Regions from separate parts of the Callithrix jacchus genome. Here region 1 is linked to region 2. The links are chromatin contacts, called in public Hi-C maps. All regions are on one chromosome and are shown on one strand. The core of a region is the stretch at or near the end of the contact, and the rest is flanking DNA. Distances in the headings are between cores, read along the strand shown. Region 1 holds the start of TMEM131 (transmembrane protein 131). Region 2 overlaps TMEM131 (transmembrane protein 131).

Evidence for each region. Hi-C and Micro-C count contacts between places; a contact is called where the count stands out from the background.
Region 1: a contact with region 2 is called in a Hi-C map of skeletal muscle, with 2.8 times the contacts expected there. The contact joins the promoter of TMEM131 here to the enhancer-like site in region 2. A contact is called at or near these places in 2 of 3 Hi-C or Micro-C datasets (both in skeletal muscle).

Annotation. Positions count from the first base shown.
Region 1 is chr14:7,319,185-7,323,447 of calJac240_pri, forward strand. It overlaps TMEM131 (transmembrane protein 131), which reads right to left and starts at 2,944. Exons shown (of 40, transcript XR_013526314.1): 1 at 2,473-2,944.
Region 2 is chr14:7,179,488-7,183,660 of calJac240_pri, forward strand. The region is part of intron 4 of TMEM131 (transmembrane protein 131); the gene reads right to left. Among named protein-coding and RNA genes, the nearest start is that of TMEM131, 140 kb to the right of the region's middle. Within about 2 kb of position 2,589, at least 1 of the 16 cell types and tissues checked has an H3K27ac peak or open chromatin away from gene starts, as enhancers often do. A contact at or near this core is called in skeletal muscle, where this site is marked.

The DNA of each region.
Region 1 (4,263 bases), core at 1,694-4,193, 140 kb after region 2:
GACTCAAGAAAATCAACATCAAGTCCAAACATGACAAACTGCATTAGGTAATTTATTTCTGCAGCTTTTCTTCAAGAGACAATGAATTTTACCGTCTTTTAAAGATTTTCCAGTGAAATTATACAGTAATGCATGAAAAAACATACAAACATACAAAATACCTATAGAACCATCATTAAAACTGCAAGTAAATCTTAACTTTGAAATTTTAAACTAGTTTATGCTACTTCAACAGACACAAAAAACGCTCCGGGTGTAAATGGACCAACTGAACTCAGCCATCTTCAGAAATCTGCCCAGAGACTTGCTGAAAAACTCAACATTACCTTTTAGGGCAAATATTGTATTTATGTCTCATCAGATGCCAAACTCACAGTATCACAATCACGTAGGAAAATAAATTGCATTTCCCCTACTTACGCAGAAACAATACTGGAATATGATCAGTAAGAAGGTTTAAAGCAGAAGCCATTTCTGGAGATACCTTCACAGAATATTTAATTAGAACCAGATCTGTTTATGATGGGTAGAGGCCTATGTTCTATATTAGTATCATCCCCATCAATATCTTGGATAACTCTGCACACGCAAATTGTTCATACAGACAAACATGGGCTACAAAGGATATATGATTCACCCAGGACCACTGGCTGATTCAACCACCTCCTTTAATACACACTTAACACCCTGGCAAGTATTCTCTTCGTCCAATCTTTATGCACATTTATAAATATTAGAGAGGTGCACTAACATGTATAAACTATGCAAATGAGAAATAAGCAAATGTATTTTAGGCTGACAGTTCTCAAACAAAAGTTTTGTTTACTTAACTTCACCCAGAGTAAAGTTTTATTAGCATATAAAATGGCTGTTAGAAAAATAAGCAGCAGTAGAACAAAATACAAACTTAATGCTTTACTAGATTCAACCATTATTTCATTTCCCTGTGCTAAGGGCGCATGAAAACAGTCACTCACTCAAACAAAGGCTAAGAGCCGTGTGTCTGACACTGCAAGGTAAGCAAAGGAACAGAAAAACAAGGACACCACACTCACCAAGGTCTACTTGAAGCCCCCCACAAAAAAATGTCCATTAAATTACTGCATTATTTTGGGTTCAATGAACACCCACTACCTGCCAAAATGCTAGGTACCATGATCACGCATAAGAAAGAACACCCAACTAACTGCAGATCTGTAGCCAATTATGTATTATGACAACCCCAGGCCTGACTAGTCTTAAAGCAGCAATGTTTTATTCTGGAAATAATCTTGCTTCCATCAATTAATCCTTTTTATAGATGGAAATTCTTTGAGTAATTTCCACCAATGTTAACCCAGACTAAAATTGCTTACAGAGTTAAATAAGAGAATGTAGTGCTGTGGACAAAAAAAACAAAACAAAACAAAAAAAAACAGTAAACTGAAGCACATTTGCACTTTAATAATAATTTGCTTTGTATTTGCTTTTACCTCAATAGCAATGAAAACCAAGTGACTTTAGTCGTAAAGTAGAATGTTAACTCTAAAGTTACCGTGGCAAGAAACTGTTTTCTTGTACAGTTTCATGCGAAATGGTAGCTAAACAAGTTTTGCTTAGTTTTTTTTTTTTTTTTTTTTTTAACTATTCATTTAGTGAATCCTTCATGAAGGCTCTGTAACCATTCACATGTCCCTTGGCTCAAAAGCAGGTAGTGGAGATGAATTACACTGATTTGGTCTTCAGGATTACAAAATAATTTCTGACCCTGTCCAAGTACCCATTTTGCACAATACTAATGAGAGTTTTTCAAAATAGGAGCTAACCTTTAACTGTAAATTATAGATAAAGGCTTGCAAGCTGGCAAATTCACATTAATTTTTAAAGACTTTCACATCAAAGATAAACGCACCGAATTACATATTTTAAAGAAATGTAAACAGGCTTTCGACAGCTTACTACAGAGTTAAATGGAACTGTATTTAGGTATAAAAATAAAGTCACCAATACCGCAAAGAGTTACCAAAGGAGGAAGCTACAGGACCACGGTCCCTCTCAAAGAAGTGTCTGAACAAATTTAAAGTGAAATTTTGTAACCTGTGTCTCACTATTTTTACCACAACATTTTAAATTAAGCTCTGTCTGCACGTTTTTAAAACCTCAATCAAGAAAACAGTAGTGCCCTAAAATGTACCAATTAGCCGAAATAAAGCTAAAAATATGCCCCTCCAACGTAGCCGGTCAAGTGGCAAGAACGTAAGAGAACTCAGGAAGTTTTGAAATGGCAGTGACAGGAGACAGGGGAAGGAATCACGGAGAGCGAGGGCCACCCCGTGCGGCGGGTGACGCGAGGTCCTGGCTTGGGACGGTACCCGACCGCCCAACTTCGCGCCGGAGCCCCGGCCGCGGCCCTTCCTCCCGGCCCAGCCCGCCCGGCCTCCGCGAGAGCGTGGTGACAGCCCCGCCGCAGGGACGCCGCCAGCGGACACCCACCTTCCTTCTCGGCCCGCGCCGCGGCCACTACAAGGGTCATCACCAGGTGCAGCGCTCCCAGGAGGCCGGCGGCCGCGCTTCGCGGGCCCCCGCTACGGCCGGCAGTGGGTTCCAGCCCGGTACCGGCGGACGTGGAGGTGGCGGCTGCGGCGGCTCCGGCTGTTCCTCCTCCCGCCCGCTTCCCCATCCCTGCCGGCCGGAGGCCGCCGCGCTCGAGATCCGGCGCGGCCCTTCTCGGCAAGGCGACAGCGGCGGCACGGAAGCCGTGGTCCGGGCTCTGGCCGCGGCGCAGGGAACGACAACGGTTCCGAGCCCAGGGCTCGGGCTCCGCTCGTAGGCCTAGGTCCGTGCGTGCGTGTGAGCTGGAGTGTCAGTCACAGCCTCGGCCTGGGCATCGCCTATGAGGAGTGGGAGCGGAGAGTCCGCGGGTCAGGCGCGGCGGGCGGCCATACTGGAAACGGGCAAGGGCCACGGGCTGAGAGCTGGCTTGCGAGGGGCGGGGCGCGGCTCTGGGCACCGCCTCCGCCCTGCCGACACTTGGGCGGTCCGCCGGTCAGTCTGTCCGTCCGCGAGCGCTTGGGCCCTGCCTCCTCGTTCCACTCTCGGAGGCTTGCGACTTCATGGCCAGACAGAACCAGGACAGCACAACCCCAGCCCGTTACCTCTGCCCGGCGCGGGAGGAGGAGGGAGGCAGGACTCGGTCCAGCCGCCAGGACTTATGATGGCGGCTTCCGCTTCGCGGAGGCGGTGACGGCGATCACGTGGGGACGGGGCGGCCTCGCCGCGCAGCCGCCGCGGTGCGTGGGCGGGGCAGGGGTGGGGTTCCAGGGCGACAGGAGGGTTGTCCGCTTCTCTGGCGTGGTCACAAGCCTGCCTGCTCTGCCCTACAGGGCGAGAGCCTTCCAGGGGTTTGAGTGCGCATCCGGACCGCAAGACGAGCGCGGAAGTTCTGTTCCAGTGACTCCTCCTGGTGGCATCCCCGCCTCGGCCTCTTTGACGTCAAGAATACCCCGGGCCCGACTCAGTTCCTGATGGTGCTTCCTTGAGGATGGTGGCCCACCGAACTCATCATTGGGTTTTCCAAATCGTGGTACCCAGGAGATGCTTGATGGAGTCCTCTTGCCTTGGCTTATGTCCACTTTGCCGCGCAACACGTTGTGTATGCAGAAAGCGTCAGTGACCCTGGACGGAGAAGGCAGGGGCAGACTGCGCTTTCGAATATCCAGTAACTGGCTTCCTCTCTCGAGGAAGAATTCTTTTTCCTTTCCTTTCCTCCTTCCTTTCCTTGCTTTTTTCTCTCCTTCGAGACAGGGTCTGGTTTTGCCGCCCACCACCACACCAGGCTAATTTTTATTTTAAGAGACAGTGTCTCACTGTGTTGGCCAGGCCGGTCTCGAACTCCTGGGCTCCAGCAATCTGCCTGCCTCGGCCTTCCTAAGTGCTGGGATCACAGGCGTGAGCCACTCCACTGGGTCTGGAAGAATTCTTAAGACGTCTGTTTTCTTCACGAGCCATTTCATGCCTCTTAGATACGCTTTTCGTCTTAAGTTGAGGTTCTTGGTGTGCGTGGCTATTCTCTCCAAGACTTAATATCTTCAGGGGGTCCTTCTTTACTCATCTTAATAACTTCCTCCCAGCTCCTAGCCCAGAGACATTTTGCTTTCCTCAGTTGTATTTGTTGAGTGAGTCGGTATGTTTGTAAGGCCAAGCCTGCCCATAGTACGTCTCAGAACAAGCTAGATAGGAAAATAAGGTTTCAGAAAGACTTAAAAAAAGGGACTCCGGAATCTA
Region 2 (4,173 bases), core at 1,339-3,838:
ATCCTCCTTACATCCTGAAGGTTCAACGACTGTGTGATTTCTTTAAAAAAAAAATGCTTTTACAATTCAAATAGACTTCAGGGTAACTGGTAACCATTCATGCACTTCCCTGTGAATTCCTTCTCAATGTTTTTCCTTGTGTGACTTTAATACCTTCAATCTCAGCTAAGATAAAGAAGGCAGGATACAAAATGGACAGGTAATTTAGTGTATCCTTCAAGATGACAGGATTGGAGATGGCCTACTGCAGGAGAGTGCTGTGGGGAAAGGAGACAAGAGTGGAAGTGCGAGGAGCCTGGAAGCATGGAGTGGATCCGAATGCTTCATCTTCGATGCTTCTGAGGCTGGCCCTGTCCTGTCTTCCAGGGATCAAACAGGAAAGCCATGGCCCACACACCATAGAAATGAATGCACCCTTGCTCAAGAGAAGAATCTACTTATGTTGTTCAAAGTAGTTTGGAGTAACAAGAACAGAGAGAAGTTGTAAGGAAGGGAGTCAGCAGGCTATTTTAGTTGTTGCACGCTCAAATAGAGCAGGCTGCCTCTAGCTCTGGGCAGTCCACACCACAGGAAGCAGAGCGAGCGAGCACTCCTTGGACAGACTTGCTCACAGACCTCATAGGAACAGCTTGCCTTGCCCCTCGCCATCCTCTGTTCCTTTGGTGACATGAGCAGAATCGACATCATGGAAAGTATATGATTAGTTGTAAATTCAAAATGCGTTAATATTCTGTGCTATGTAACAAATTACCACAAACTTTGAGGCTTAAAACAATGCCCATTTATTATCTTACAATTCTGTAAGAATGGCTGGTTTATTTGCTCGAGGTCTCAGAAGAAGGAATTGAAGGTGTTGGCAAGATGTGTCCTCAGCTGAAGCTCTAAGTTCTTAAGTTCTTTTAAATTCATTTTGATTGTCGATAAATTCAGGTTGCTCTTAGTCTCTTGCCATATGACCCTACCATTTTCAAAAACAGCACAAAGAAACTCTCTTGCATCCAGTATCTCCCTTACCTCAAATATATGACATTTCTGTTTCTGATTGTTAAAGCCAAATTTTAAAGGCTCATGGATTAGGCCAGGCCCACCCAAAAAAATCTAACTTAAAGATCAACTGATTTGGGGCCTTAGTTACAGTTTCAGAACCCTTTATAAGAATACCTAGATCAGTGTTTGATTGAATAACTAGGAGAATGTAGTAGGTATAGGTAAATTAGAGGCCAGAAATTTCTGGAATTGCGGCCTATCTTAGAATTCTGCCTATCATAAGCAGGATGTATGAGTACTTGGCTAAACAGGTAAAATTTAAAAATAAAGATTTCCAAATGCCTGCCAGTGTTACTCCTGTTTGTGTCCATTACTGGCTGTCCAAAGACAGAAGCAGGGCCAAAGGGACAGCATGAAGTATTTATAAACCAAGCTGAAGCAAACATACAGCTGTTCTCTGTGCTCTTGCAGCAGAACTACGAACTGTCCATATTTTTGAATAGTCTGAGGCTCAAAAGAATTAGAAAGCAGCAGCTAAGAATTAGAGACTAGCTTGGAAAGTAAACTGCAATTTTGTGGTTAATGGCAAGTTCCCTACACCACAGAAAGATGACACTGCAGCACCAGGAAACAGCTGAAGAAACGGCTTAGCAACTGCCCTGAGACAGACCTTATGAATGACAGTGACACAACACTGTTAAGCACAGCTTTGGGCAGGAAGTTGGGCCAAATCAATATGCAGTACTTTGTATCACTCTATTACCGCAAACTAGGCTGAAGGTTGAGCTGAGGAGTTGATGTAAAATCTTTTATGGAAAGATTGGGCAGGTAGGAATTGAAAAGCTAGGAGGCACCAAACATCCCTTTTGGCGGCCTATTTGATTTTCTTAGAATACCAAAAAGTTATTAGAGAAAAATGCTTTTCATAAACTGAATTTATCTTGACAATAAAGATATTCACTTTTAGCAACAGTTTGTCTATTCAGTGTCCAGTTTTTAGAGTCACGAAGTACGACTTTAAACTTTAGATTTGAAACCAAGATTTTCTGAATGTAATAATTACATAAGCCAAGGAACTCAGTAAACCAAGTTTCCATCCAAAGCATCTTTCACAGCCTGCAATAAATGTTTGAAAAAAGAAGTAAAACTGCCTTTGCAAAATTATGACAGTAAGGGAAATCTGACATAGTTGACTCCATCTTGCTTCTGATCTCCAAGCTGTCCTTTGTCATTTCTAGGCACAGGCAAAGCTACTTTGGGAGGAATTCAGTTTACAGTCTAACCTTAAAGCAAAATGATAATAACCTTTCCCAAAACTAAACTGCTTTTGAAAACTAATGAAAGGTCATAAGGTTAGGGTTATGAGAGGGGCCTAGGATAACCGGCCATTGTTTGGAAGATCATGAGATTTCTAAGTTTCCCAATCACTCCTGTAGGTAGTATTATTACTGTAGAACCTAAGATTGGTCTTTTGAGAGATCCTTTCAGACTTTTGCATTTCTGACAACTGGCTGACTCAACTGGTCCTCTGGCCCCAACCCAGAGGCTGACTCAGAGCAGGAGGACCATTTTCCAAACCCCTACGATTCCATCCCCAACCAATCAATATTCCTCATTCCCTCACCCCCTGCCCACAAAACTATCCTTGAAAAACCCTAATCTCTAAGCCTTCAGGGAGACTGATTTAAGTAATAAATCCATCTCCTTTGTAGCTGCCCTTGTGTTAATAAAACTCTTTATTGCAATACCATGGTCTTAAGTGAACTGGTTTTGTCTGTATAGCGGGCAGGAAGAATCCATCAGGCAATCACAAGAGCTGCTATGGAAACAGAAAACCATTTAACAGCACTGGCCTAAAAACTGGCCAGGCGGTGGGGTGGGGGTGGTGGTACGGGGGGAATGGAAGGGGAGCCAGTGGTGTCTAGATTGCTCCATGGGATTGTTACAAGAAGAGAGGAGGAGAAAGGGGGGGAAAAAAGAGGGGGAGAGAAAGGGGGAAAAAAAAGAGGAGAAGAGAAAGGGGGAAAAAAAAGAGGAGAAGAGAAAGGGATGGAGGGCAGAGAGAATAAAAGGTAGGATTAAAGAATAAATTTAAACAAAGAGGCTGAAAACAAAGCGAATTTTATTAGCTTGTTGTGAAACAAATGCTAGAGGGGAGTAGGATGATCAGGGTAATGAGAGGAGTCAGCACTGGGGTCAAGAAAGAAGCAAGGCAAATTCTAGATGCACCCTTACTGAAAGGCCTGATACTCTTTAGAAGATGCCGTGAGTTATACAGACACTAACTCCATTTCTTATCTTTGACTGCTGACAGTTTTCAAGCCCCAGTGATGCGCCTTTACCTTCTGCTCCACATCTGGGCAAGCCAATAAGAAAGCCCGCACATTCTCTCTTGGAGCTAGTGAGAAGTACCAATCATGCAAACCCACTCCAGCCTTGCTCCCTAAACACCGTAAAACAAAGCTAGTCTTCCTTCTCTGCTCTCTCCAGCCCTTTCTCCCATCTCCCTACCATGGTCATCCCCTAGAAGCTTCAATCAGTGAGTACAATAAACCTTTTTACCCTGCTGGTGTGTGTGCATGTGTGACATCAACAGTCTTGATTTCTGAACCAAATTCTGGGTGGGGCTCCATCTCATCTCAGCAGGATTAACACCACCATGGAAGCAGAGAGAAGACAGTTTCTAACCCAGAGCTTCCCAGTGAATGGAAGACACAGAATGCAAGGCTGAAGAGCAGTCAGCGAATTTCTTCCCATCGCTGAGGAAAAGGATACTGGCAGTGAGAGAGAATAAGCCAATACACAGGGAGGCAGAAATAAGAGATAGAAGACTCCTGCTGGTGGTAGAGCAAGTGAATGCTGTTGTTCCCAGGTGCCAGCTGCATCCCTGATTTTTCTGCAAATATTATGGTCCTCAGCATTCCTTTCAATATATTCTCATTTTTGCCTCAATTAGTTTCAGATTTCTGTCACTTACAAATGAACAACTACAGCCTTGACCAAAACAGAGGGAGACTAAAAGCACTTGGTAATTACTATTAATTTTCTTACAATGTCAATAACGGTACTGTAGTTACGCAGAATGTCCTTATACAGTTGACCCTTGAACAATATGGGTTTGAACTGTGAGGGTCTACACAGATTTTCTGCCACCTGTGACAGTAAGACCAACATCTCCTCCTCAGC